Regions from separate parts of the Neogale vison genome. Here region 1 is linked to region 2. A link is a contact called in public Hi-C data. All regions are on one chromosome and are shown on one strand. Each heading gives the region's core, a stretch centred on a gene start, on an enhancer-like site or on the middle of the called end of the contact. The rest is flanking DNA. Distances are from core to core; before and after follow the strand shown. Region 1 overlaps LOC122891894 (cyclic AMP-dependent transcription factor ATF-7). Region 2 holds the start of ATP5MC2 (ATP synthase F(0) complex subunit C2, mitochondrial).

Evidence for each region. A called contact is a pair of places that touch in the nucleus more often than the background predicts.
Region 1: a contact with region 2 is called in a Hi-C map of tongue, with 3 times the contacts expected there. The contact joins the enhancer-like site here to the promoter of ATP5MC2 in region 2. A contact is called at or near these places in 3 of 3 Hi-C or Micro-C datasets (fibroblasts, muscle and tongue).

What each region holds. Positions count from the first base shown.
Region 1 is chr12:100,112,982-100,119,561 of ASM_NN_V1, forward strand. It overlaps LOC122891894 (cyclic AMP-dependent transcription factor ATF-7), which reads left to right. Exons shown (of 12, transcript XM_044227923.1): 3 at 3,018-3,114. Among named protein-coding and RNA genes, the nearest start is that of TARBP2, 38 kb to the right of the region's middle. Within about 2 kb of position 2,375, the one cell type or tissue checked has open chromatin away from gene starts, as enhancers often do. A contact at or near this core is called in fibroblasts, where this site is marked.
Region 2 is chr12:99,996,885-100,003,407 of ASM_NN_V1, forward strand. It overlaps ATP5MC2 (ATP synthase F(0) complex subunit C2, mitochondrial), which reads left to right and starts at 3,636. Exons shown (of 5, transcript XM_044227479.1): 1 at 3,636-3,678.

The DNA.
Region 1 (6,580 bases), core at 1,125-3,624, 110 kb after region 2:
TCTCTCTCTGTCAAATAAATAAATAAAATATTAAAAAAAAATTTGATAATGTCGGGTGGCTCAGTGGCTTAAAGCCTCTGCCTTCGGCTCGGGTCATGATCTCAGGGTCTTGGGATCGAGCCCCGCATCAGGCTCTGCTCAGCAGGGAGCCTGCTTCCCCCTCTCTCTGCCTGCCTCTCTGCCTAGTTGTGATCTCTGTCTGTCAAATAGATAAATAGATAAATAAAATCTTTTAAAAAATTGATAATGTCATATGTGTGGTATTTAATTGATGCATTAGATAACAAGAGTTCTAGTGGTAGGTCTTGTGATTCCCATAGTTTCAAAGTAGCAGTGAGTATAAAGGACATTTTGATATATGTGATAAGAAGATATGTGTGATGTCTATTCGAGTTAGGAATGTTAAATTTCAGAGTTCGGTGAAAATAAAGATGTAATTTTTTTCCTATCCATGATCACGGTTATCAAGCCCTCTGAGATGCCAGTGGATGGGAAATCCCTTTGGCCACCTTCAGTTCTTTTCAGATCCCAGCTTTTGACTGGGAAAAATTAAATAACTCAAGGAGAGAACAGGGCTGCATGGAAGGGAGTGTGGGCTGGGTGTGCAGCGGAGAGGAACCAGAGCTAGAGGCTAGATAAGACAATCGGGACTGTGTAGCAAAATTGTAACAGAAGGGGGGTTGCTTTTTTTTAAAAAAATCGTTTTTAAGGTTTATTTATTTGAGAGAGAGAGCACGAGCAGAGAGGGAGGGAGAAACTCAAAGCAGACTCCACTACTCATCATGGAGTCTGGCATGAGGCTCTATCTCATGACCCAGAAAAGAGAGCTCGGCCTGAGCCGGCCGAAACCAAGAGTCTGCCACTTAACTGACTGTGCCGCCCCGGCGCCCCTATGTGAACTAAAATATTAAGTGATCCTAACCAGAGTAAAACCTGATGAAGGTTTCAAGTCTTTTCTCTCAGCTCAGTTTTACACAGACTTTATTTTTGATAATAGAAAAGGACTTTTACTTAAAGGTCATTCTTCTAGATTCCAGAACATTGTGCAAAATTTTTCAAGCTACCTATATGAAACTTCCTTGAAGTACTTATAAACATCTTTTTGGAAAAGATTGTTAGAACATTACCAGTGTTTTGAAATTCTGTACCTCTGCCTGATCCACTGCTCTTCTCCTAAAATGTTGGTTTTTCTTTGTTGTAGACTAGATTCTGCTCATTTCCTTTTACCAAATACCAGGCAAGCTCAGAACCTCAAGAGTGACTTATTTAACCGACAGATATCATACCCCTGGTTAAAAGACTGTTCTCTTCCTTTTTTCACCCTTAGCCCCAGCCATTTTTCCTTAGGCAGAAATCTGTGAAGGAAACCGTTGATGCCTGTGGTTAACCAACAATAGAGAAAACTAAAGTTCTTGGATAAATTCCCCCATACTTCATCAGTTTTATCCTGGATCCATCAGAAATCACTCCAAGGCAGTGTTTTTGACAGTTTTACTTTTTGGTTCTTCATCCTCTTAATTGAAAATTCACTTTTCCCTACAGGCCTGGAGTCCTAGCCTGGGAGGATTTTACACCTTAAGCTAGCTTTAGTGCTGATAGGGCTCTGAGCAAATTTGGGGACAGTATCTACTTCCAGGTAAGATAAAGGAACTTAAACTGAAGTTCAGTGTCACTTTCTTGACTGGATAGGAGCCGAGATGGGTGGGGCTAGCTCCTGTGTATTTGGTTTGCAGTCAAGAAGCACTGTGGAAAAAAAGAGCTAAAGGTATAGCATTTGCTGGGAAATGGGTATGTATCTCATGAGGAAAGTAAAAGGAGGGGACTAACCAGTCATCATTTTTAGAAACAAAAAGACAAACAAACATGTTTCAGAGGCTCGCTGGTGAGGGAGCTCAGGGAAGCTGCAGCATCCAAGCTGTTCCTGTGTTGCAGGCATGTTTTAACGAAGGAACCAGGCCAGCCAGCCTCAAAGGGAATTCTGAGGGTATCATTCTTTTGAATTACTGCTGTTCATCTGTTCTCTTCACCTCCCCCGCTTTAAAGAAGGGGTGGGAACATGAATTACTATCCAGTAACCCTGTCTTATATGTCGTAACTGAGGCTGACCTAGCCTCACCTTTTCATTTTCCTTTCACCCAAACCCCTAAATAAATAAAGCCTCTACACCATCTCCTTTTCCCTTCCCTCATCCTGCCTACAGGGTCCTCCCTACCCTAAAAAAAATTTTTTTGCTTGCATTTTTATTCTGTCATTCTATAGCCAGCAGCATTGCACTGGCCCCTTTATGGCTGCCGGAGCCCAGGCGGGCTGCCCGATGAAGGGAGACAGCATTTGGCCGATGGGGCTGGTGTGTGCCATTACTGCTGGCCATTGGGCCTCTGTCCTCTACGGCTCCATCCTGGCTCATTAAAACCCTGAGCCAAATAGCTGGGCAGGCGCCTGCTGCAGCACTGTGGGGGCCAGGAAGTTAAATGGTTCTCCTAATCCTGCATAATTTATCTCCCTGTTAGCCCCCTCATAAATAGTCCAGTTCAGCCCCACTGTGGAGAGCTTCATTCTGAATTTCCTATTTTTGTGATGACCAATGAGTGTCCAGCTTTTCCCTTCTTCCCTCTTTATTATTATTATTAAAAATTATTTCCCCCTTGTTCGCCACGAGCCTTGCCTAAATGTTTTTTTCATTTGGAGCCTCCTGCCTGGACCCAGTTCACCAGCAATCTGTCCACTTCTCTCATTTGGACCTGATACTGCAGAGCAGTTGGTGCTGCGGCCCTCCTCTTCTCCTCTCCGCATAGCTTTCTAGTGCCTCTTTTCCCCCTTCCCCATTTTCTCCTTTAATCCCTCTCCTCTCCTTTTCCGTCACTTCCAATTTTTTCTCCTTCCCATTCCCCTTTCAGCCCCTCTGTCCAGGGACCATCCTTATTGCAGGATGTTTGGTAGGACATTTTAAAAGGGCACTGAATCGCTTTTCTTTTCTTTTTTTTTTTTTTCACATCTCTGTTTCTGTTTCGTTTCAGAGATTTACAAACGAGGACCACCTGGCAGTTCATAAACACAAGCATGAGATGACATTGAAATTTGGCCCAGCCCGAACTGACTCAGTCATCATTGCAGGTACTTGCTGCCCCCGAAGCCACGTGCCTTGATATCACCAGACAGTTAAGATTAATACCAGGGACCAGATGTACTGGGAGCTCTACTCCCCTTTTTCCATTAAGAGCCCTTATGTGATCTGCATTTAATCAGGAAAAAGGAACACTAAATGCTCCCAAGTTTCTATTGTGCCCTCCATTCTGTTTTAAATACAAGATTGGGTTCTGCGGTTTTTGAGGGTAGGTGTGTTGAGGTTTTGTCTTGGCTTTTTTCAGCCTATTCCCTCCTTGCCTTCTTTTTATTAAGACTTTGGAAGATTTACAGACAAAAGATGCCTTTGACATTTCTCCCTACCCACAGTGAAGGGGTGAACAAAAGAAAGCAAGAAAGCCGACTTAGCCTGGCTGCTTCTCTTCCACTGGGTGTCAGTTTCCCCCAAGTAGGCAGATCGTCAGTTCGTAAATTCAGCTTAGCTTGTGAACCCAGACAGCCCTGAGGGCACATTTCCAAAGCTCAAACAAGACATTTAGTCAATGGGACTTTTCTAAGCCAATCTGGGTGACCTGGAATCTCTTGCTGGTTGTTTTAGATAGTGTCTTGCTTACGTATGCCATGCTCTAGGGAGCATTCTCAGAAACTGCTCGCAAATCGTGCAGCAGTTCTACTGTGACATTTTCAGCTAGACAGACATACAAAACAAAGTGGGCCTTTTCTTTCAATACTGTGAGAGGTTCTAATTTAGCCTGAGTTAAGCAGGCTTACTGCAATATTAGCCAGTAGGGGATTTAGTTGATAGTTATTACATAACTCAGATAAGACACGATTTTTCTAAATATTGCTAACCAAATGCAACCCAAGATATAGTGAAGGAAAGAGAGAACCTCATTCTCCTTGTTTTTATATGTGAAGAAAGGAACTTGCCCTTACACATCTCCTAATCCTTATTAATTCAGCAAATACTTATGAATAGCTACTGTATGCACCAGCCACTTTGCTAGGAATTTGTAGATTATAATTCCTGGAAAAGGACATGATGAGTTGGGGACATTGTCATTGATGATCCTTAAGAAAACCTGGAGGAAATCTTAGGGAAGAGTGGATATAGTATAAAAATATATGTAGGTGGGCACCTGGGTGGCTCAGTTGGTTAAGCAACTGCCTTCAGCTCAGTTCACGATCCTGGAGGCCCGGGATCGAGTCCCTCATCGGGCTCCCAGCTCCATGGGGAGTCTGCTTCTCCCTCTGACCTTCTCCCCTCTCATGGTCTCGCTCACTGTCTCTCTCTCTCTCAAATAAATAAATAAAATCTTTAAAATATATGTATATGTAGGTAACACATACTTAAATTTATTAAGTCAAGGCACACATACATGAAAAAAATTTTAGAGTTTGCAGTCGAGTACAAGTGATAATTCAAATAGTATAAATACTAAGAGAATGAATATTAAGTGGGATTAATCAGAGAAAGTTTATGAAAGAGGTACATTTGAGACAAGATTATCAGTTTGGAAAGATTATTTCTTTTTTTTTTAAGATTTTATTTATTTATTTGACAGAGAGAGAGAGAGAGAGAGAAAGAGATCACAAGTAGGCAGAGAAGCAGGCAGAGAGAGAGAGTGGGAAGCAGGCTCCCCGCTGAGCAGAGAGCTGGATGCGGGGCTCTGTCCCAGGAACCTGAGATCATGACCTGAGCCGAAGGCAGAGACCCAACCCACTGAGCCACACAGGCGCCCCTGGAAAGATTATTTCAAAGGTGGGAAATTCTATGCCAAGTCTATAGGAGTGATGAGAGAAATCAATACAGGATAGTCCCAAGGAGAGAAAGTGTTTTCCTATTACTCTTCGCATTCTGTTCTGGAGTGCTCATCCCATTGCACATGACTCGTTATCCTGTTGAGGAGGATAATTCTCATTTCTCTAAATTGAGACTTTGTGTCCGACATGTATTTCAATCTCTTATTGAACACTTACTTGGCTGTCTTTCTGTCCTTCAGATCTTCATGTCCCGCCACACCCCATTTCTGAACTTCTCTCCTTGTCTCCTAGACCTTCTCCTTCTCCTTGTTATTCAGTGATATCAGTAGTCTCAAAATTTTGAGTTGTTAAAAAATTAAAAAAATCTTGAGTTGTTTTATTCTTTCTTCACATTCTCTCTGTTCTGTTCCTCCCACTACTCTCATTATGCTTGGGTTTCTCCAAAGCTGGTCCCCTTGACCAGTCTCTAGTTCTCCTCTTGCATTCTCTTGAAAACCCAGTCTTGGGACACCTGGGTGGCTCAGTTGGTTAAGCATCTGCTTTTGGCTCCAGTCATGCTCCCAGAATCCTAGGATTGAGTCCCACGTCAGGCTCTCTGCTCAGCAGACAGCCTGCTTCTCCCTCTCCACCCCCAGCCCCCTGCTCATGCTCTCTGTCTTACTCTCTCTCCCAAATAAATAAATAAAATCTTTTTAAAAAGAAAGAAAAAAAAGTCAGTCTTCCTTAAATTCTTCTGCTTGCTCAAAATATGTGGGTACCTGGCTCTCTGGCTCAGTTGGGGGAACATGAGACTCTTGATCTCAGGGTCCTGAGTTCAAACCCCATCTTGGGGATACAATTATCACTTAAAAAAAAAACCACACAATAAAACCCCTAAAAACCTTCTCCCTCTAAATAAAATGCTCTTAGGTGGGGAAAAAAAAAAAAGGAAGAAGAATCTCAAGCTATAAGAGACTCTTAATTGAAGGAAACAAACTGAGGGTTGCTGGAGGGAAGGTGGATAGGGATTGGATAACTGGGTGATGGGCATTAAGGAGGGCAAATGATGTAATGAGCACTGGGTGGTATATACAACTGATGAATCACTGAACTCTACCTCCGAAACTAATAATACACTGTATATTAATTAATTAAATCTTTAAAAAAATCTGTCCTAGTCTTCCTATTTTCTTTTACTCTCAAGGCTATACTTGGACTCTTGGGCTTTCTGTAATCTAGCCTGATGATACCTACCCCACTCTGTATACAACTTATATACCTGGCTTTTCTTTTTTTTTTTTTTTTTTTGCATTTGAAGTTGACTCCACACCGAACTTGGGGCCTGGGCTCATGACCTTAAATTTTTTTTTTTTTTATGAATTTATTTATTTATTTGACAGAGAGAGATCACAAGTAGACAGAAAGGCAGGCAGAGAGTGAGAGAGAGGGGAGCAGTCTCCCTGCTGAGCAGAGAGCCCGACGCGGGACTCGATCCCAGGACCCTGAGATCATGACCTGAGCCGAAGGCAGCAGCTTAACCCACTGAGCCACCCAGGCACCCCATGGGCTCATGACCTTAGATCAAGAGTCACAGGCTCTACTGACAGCCAGTCTTTACCCTAGACGTACCTTTTTCTCCTCACCTATATGTGGTCTATGTGGTCCCATACCCTGTCTCTCCCCGTGCCTTTACCTGCCTTACTCCTCTTACCCTCCAAATCTTCTCTTCTTTCTCCTGGTGAAAACCATTCTT
Region 2 (6,523 bases), core at 2,386-4,885:
AGATTAGTTAAAAAAATTTTTTTAAAATTTAAAAAAAAACACCACTTTAAAAAAATAGTTCTTATTGGCAGTGCCTTCACACTCCAACTTGTACACAAGTACCTGTTTAACAGAAAGAAAGAATATCCTAGAAAGTTAACCCTGGAGAGAACCTTAAAAATCACCTACTTTTCTCCCTGATTTTTCCAAGTGAGGAAATTGGAGTTTTGAGATATGAAGTAACTTGCAAAGTTAATTCAGGTCATTAGTAGCAAGGCTGGGACTAGACTCCCAGTTTCCTGCTTCCAGGACAGCTGTTCTTTCTATGTCATGTCCTGGTGACATGTGCATCTAGCAAAACACATCATAAAGTAGCCTCATCTTAAGCCATCAGGAGTGAAAAATAAATTATTCAAACCCTTCCGCCTCTCTGACAATTTTTTTCCTTTGCATTTCTCTTGTGTCCTACTCTCTCTTTTTATCCTTCTTATGTTTCTGAGAATCCATCTCTCTGTTTGGGGTTTCAAAGTGAATTGTAGCACGCCTGCATGATTCTTTTGATTTTTCTTTTCTAAGCTATTGTTTCCCGTCCAGAGACAAACATGCATAAGCCAATCGAGACTCTTCTTGATCTTTATGGAAAAGAACACTCAGAATTTCTATATGAGAGGTGCTGGACCTCCCTCCTAGCCTATCCAGTCAATTAAAATGAGTCTCTGCCCCCCCTGAGGGCTGTTAACCAATCCTAAGAAAGGAAAGATCAATCTCATTTCTCCGTCACCACTGTGCCGGGAGGCTGCTAACCAGTGAGAATGTGCCACTAACAGTCATTAGAAAAACTGGCCAATCAGGCCAGCCTTGTTACATGGTCTGGTAGGAAAAGAAAGAGATTGATTGGAAAGGACAGTCTGGCTCCACACCCTTTCCTTCCTGGATCCTAGTTTTCCCTCGCTGATGTGGAAGGGGCCTTTCCCAAACCAAGTCAAAAAGATCCCTAAGGCCCTTCCCTAACTCTCTTTTGCTGTCTTCCAATTCACCCCTCTCTCACATACCTTAGCCAGTTTCTGCAATCTCACTGTTCCCCTACTGATTTAATTTCTGACTTCAGGCCTGGCCACAATAGCCAGCCTCCCGGACTCCAGTCCTCCCCCACAGATCTCTCTATCCACCGACCTGTCAAAGAACCTGTTTTGTATGATTTATGAGGGTGAAAAAGTTCAGTATGTCATAGTTGAGTCTCAGGAGATACCACTGCAGGGATCTTCCAATCAAGTCTCCAGGAAGCAGTGCAGAATCCGAATTGCAATGCTTTCAGCTGTAATGATAATCGCAACAATAACAATAACTGGTATTATTATTACTATCATTTATTGAACTCTGACTGAGTTCCAAGTACTTTGCTAAAAGCTTCACATATATTATCCCAATATTCGCTGTGGGGTAAGCACTATTATTACTCCAAATGTGCATAGCAAGAAATCGATTTAGAGGGGTTAAACAGCTTCCCCAAGGTCACAGCGATCTAGGAACCCAGGCTGGTGTGAATCCAGAGCCCAGCACCGAATGGGGGAGGGGGGTAAGGGAGAATTAAACGCCACAGGCTTTAACAACTTCAGCTTCCTCAGGGGCCCCTTCTCCAAATCTCCTTTGGGATAGTTCGTGATATCCAAGAGGGGGTCTAAACTGTCGCAACAAACAGCTACAGCGGTTTGGCGGTGGCGCCTAAGAACTGCGGACTTTTTTTTGCCTGGGAGGCCGCGAAGCCGAGAGCTGAAAAGAATTCGGAGGGGGGGTGTGCGGGAGAGCGGGGGTGTGCGGGGCCCTTAGGGGATATCCTTGCCCGCCCGGCTTCCCCTTCCCCCTCACAGCACCTTATACCTGCCTGGCACCGCTTGGTACTTGGTAAATACCTGTTGATTGCCTCCCAACGATCCCAGCTCCTTTCTTCACCTATTCCACCCCCCTCCCCACCTCGAGTCAACAACTGGAACTGAAGGGATATTTGGGAATTTCCGGGAAACCAGCGAGAATCCTCACCGAGCTGGAATCGTGGATTTAGGAAAGGCGGGAGGTCCCCCACCCTTCTCTCCTCACCCGCGTCTCCGATTTCTCCCCACTCCTTCCCCTCCCTTTCAGGAGCTCAGGGCCATAAAAATGCAGATGGAGGATCGGTGTGAAATAACGGGCCCATATAAATCCCTCTGCCGCCCGCCTGCAAGATGGATTGGCCGCATTGAAATTCCTCCGCGAGGATAATTAAACTCGGGGCCTCATCCGGGCAAAATTACATTCCTGTAATGGCGTCGCTCGGGGTCCCGGGAAATTGCTCCGTGGGCTTTCAGCGGCGGTTTTTATCGCCGGCCGGGGTGTGCCTGGCTGCGGCTCGCCTCTCCTCCGGGACCGTAAAGCTGCTGCCGTGATTTATCCTCCCCTTCTCCCAAATCCGATTAAATGGAGGAGCTCGGGGCCGGGGCGCCGCGGGGCCCAGGAGCCGGGAGGGGGCGGCGGGAAGGACGGGGCCAAGGAGGGGAGGACAAACGGCCCCTCAGAGGGTGGCGGATTTGGCTTTATTTACAGCCGCGGCTTTCTTTTTATTTTTTATTTTTTATGGGGGTTTGGTGAGCTTTCCCCGTCCTTCTCGAGCCGCGTTCAAGCACGATGCCTGGATGGCTGGGGTTTGGACATGAGGGGAAGTGGATAGGCCTTGTCGCCTTCCTTCCAACGGAGCGGCTCGTCGCCTGTCTTGGGAGACAAAGAGGCCTAGAGGTTGGGATGAGGGCCAGGATTCCCCCACCCCCACTGCTTTCCATCCGGGAAAGGAAGAGCCAAAGGGCACGAAGGAGAAGCCGAAGGGCTTCCATGAGAGCACCTTGTGGGAGGACGGCTTATCTCAACTCCCACAGATGGAGTCTGGGCAGAGGCAGGGGCATGCCTGCGGTGACCTCACAACCTCACTACAGGTCCCTGGTGCCCACTATTCCTTGACTGTCTCAGGACTCCGGAGAGAAGGCTTAGTGTCAGGGCGCTTGAGTCACAATCATCATTAGCCCCTATCTTCTGGTTCGGTGATGCTGGTTTCCTCATTCTGGCTGATCACTAGAATAAGAAAGAGAGGGAAATAAAGGTGAGGCCACCACAAGCAGCTGGGGCATTTTGCTCACTATTCGCCCACTGAACGGGTTTCCAGTCCATAAGGTCAGGGTCCCTGGGCGACAGAAGGCAGGAGTGCCATGACTTTTAATTTTCCTTCTGCTACATTTTGTGCACAGGACCCCCCCCATCTCGATGTATGTTATTTAACACTGAATTTCTGGTGTGTGGGGGGGGTTGGGAGGTTGGGGTTGGCAATGTGACTGCACATGCTGGGAAAGGGTACACGATCCCAAACGCTGAGCGGACCAAACCGCAGGCCACGTTACGGATCGGTTTACACCGGAGAGTCGTCCTCATTTCTGCACAGGGTCGGCTCTGCCTGCAGTTTCTCCTCTCAAACACCAGGTGGAGCAACTGGCCGAATGCCGCCACAAAGCTGGCAGGCGGCGCTGTGGCGCCTGGGCCGACCCTCAACGTTGCAATCACTCTATCCTTAGTAGAGCGTCTCGTTGGTCCGGGCCGCGCATGCGCTGAGCCTCCCTTTTGCTCTTCCCGCCCCCCCCGACCCTCCCCCCGCCCTCTCTGTCTCCTCGGCCCTGGGAGCAGGTAAGGCTTTGGGCCCTCGCGCCCGCGATGCGCCGCGCACGCGCGCGGAACACCCTACCTCGCACGAGTCCTTTGAGGCCCTTACCTTGCATGCGCCCACCCTGGTCCTCACGCCCTCCCATGTTCCTGGTATTCCCGCGCCTTAGGGCTGCCCCTTCCGCGTGCCGGTGACCTCCAACCGCGCGGGCCTGGCGCCATCTTGGATGTCTCGTGGGAGGGGGGAGGGAGGGAAGAGCGCTCTGTAGCTGGCGAAAGTCAAATCCCAGAACGCTCTTTTCACCTGTTCCACGCGGTTCTTGCAGAGGTTCTTTTCTCCCTCTTGTCTATTCAGAGTTGTCACAAACCCCATACTCTCCCTTCCTGTTTCAGTTTTTTCTTCTTATCCTGACTCGTTGTCTCCTTATCGGGCAACCTCCAGACTTGGCCTCAGGACCTCAGCTGCCTCAAGCAATGGAGATAGCTGATAGTCTTTTAAAAGTAATCGTGGACACGGTAGAACAAAGAGCCAAAACACCCTCTCCATTCAAACCGTGGCCTAGGAGAGCTGTGGCAGAGAAGAGAAACCAGTTTCTTTGGAACCATTGGTTGTCTTGCAATACCGTTCTCTTCCTCCATCCAAGAGAAGTTGGAAAAAACGGAAGTGGTGGGCTAATAGCAAGGTTTTTCTATTAAAGGCAGCAGGCCTGAAAGAGTAGTGGGGGGCCCATCGGTGGTCTTCTCCTGCCAGCTTTTCTGTCAAGGGTATACTGAGTCCCCACACTCTCCTCTTGTGAGGGAAAAGAAGGTTTAAGGAAAGGAGTGGTTAAGTCAACAGCCCTCTCTAACTCTGACTGATCACGGAAGAATAAAACTGTGATGATTTAGGCCCACTGATTCTGGATGATGCTGTCGTCTGGAGTGTTGTAGGCTAGCAACTGCAGATTTGCCGCGGTTAGGTGACCAGTGGAGACATCAGCACTTCATGCAGTCTCCCGTAATTGCCACTCTTTTTTGTGGATTTGTTACATGTCAGCACCACATTAAACTACATGTTACTTAATTTACGCCCCACAACTATGTTCTGTATGATGATGTTGAGGTGTAATTGCCTTGGGGGGAAAACCGTATTTATTTACTTATTTATTTATTACATGTTAAGCAAACTCTACACCCAAGGTGGGGCTCGAATTCAAAATGCAGGAGTTGCATGCCATACTGACAGTCAGCCAGGTGCCTAGTGCTCTTTTTTTTTTAATTTTTTATTTTTTATTAACATATAATGTATTATTAGTCCCAGGGGTACAGGTCTGTGAATCGCCACGTTTACACACTTCACAGCACTCACCATAGCACATACCCTCCCCAGTGTCCATAACCCACCCACCCTCTCCCTGTCCCCCTTCCCCCAGCAACCCTGTTTGTTTTGTGAGATTAAGAGTCTCTTACGGTTTTTCTCCCTCCTGATCCCATCTTGTTTCATTTTTTCCTTCCCTATTCCCCAACCCCACCACCTTACCTCTCAAATTCTTCATATCAGGAAGATCATATAATTGTCTTTCTCTGATTGACTTACTTCGCTCAGCATAATACCCTCTAATTCCATTCACGTGGTTGTAAAAGGCAAGATTTCATTTCTTTTGATGGCTGCATAGTATTCCATTTTATATATACACATTTTCTTTATCCATTCATCTGTTGATGGACATTTAGATTCTCTACAGAGTTTGGCTCTCGCTCTCTCTCTTTTTTTTTCTTTTAAAGATTTTATTTATTAGAGCATGGGTGGGGAGTGAGAGGAAGAGGAAAAGAATCTTAAGCAGACTCATCCCTGAGCTCAGAGCCCCTTGTGGGGCTCAGTCCCATGACCCTGAGAGAGTGACTTGAACCCAGACCAAGAGTGGAGCACTCAACTGACTGATTCACCCCACCCCCCGTCCTCCTTTTTTTTAAGCTTTAGGGAAATTTTGGATTTTGACCAAAGAAAACCTTTATAGTCTGCTGCAAAATTGGGTTAGAGTTATGTATGGGCAGTTGGAGACAGGACAAGAGTTGAAGCCACCGATTAATTTAAAAGTGACTGATTCTGGATTCAGAAGGGTATGTGGAAAAATTTTGAGTACAACTCATTTAAGGAAGTGTTATTTAACAGGTTTTAAGTAACCCCTGAGTATTTCAACCTATAGCATATTAGGAAGCATTAACTTAAGTGTGAGAAAATGTCAAGTCCTGACTACCACTACCATCGTTAGTGGTTTTAAGACCTTGCTCTCAGTGTACCTGACAATCACTTGAGAAGCTTGTTTGAAGTAATAGGACACTTGGGCCTTATACCCAAGATCATGATCAGGACAGTCTAAAGTGGGACCCGAGTATGCAGAATTTTTCGAATATGCATTTATTTTATTTGTTTTTTTTGAATATGCGTTTTTAATATATAGATCATCCCTACCCTCAAGTAACTAGTTCTTGTGGGCCTCTCAGGGAAATCTTTCTGTAGGTCTTTAACTCAACCACTTTTCTCTTAAATAACTTCATTTCTGCAAACTTAGGGACTATCTGTAGGGTGTCAGCATTTGTTTTAGATCTTAAGCATACAAAATTGAATGCCACTTGGGTGGTGGTGAAAATGAATAACAATCATGGCTAACTAGGATAATGGGAGGATTCCTCACTGATCTGCCTCACTCTTTTAATTAATGTAGGAAATTGAAGTGTTTTGAGGAACCCAATAACTTCCAGGTAACTAGGTTCAGTAAAAAGAGATTGGAGATCCTTCCAGGGTCTTGAACTTCAACAAACAACTCTTAAGAGTCTTTAAAGGTCAGCTGTTTCGATCTTGGACAATGAAATCTTAGAAGAGTTCCTT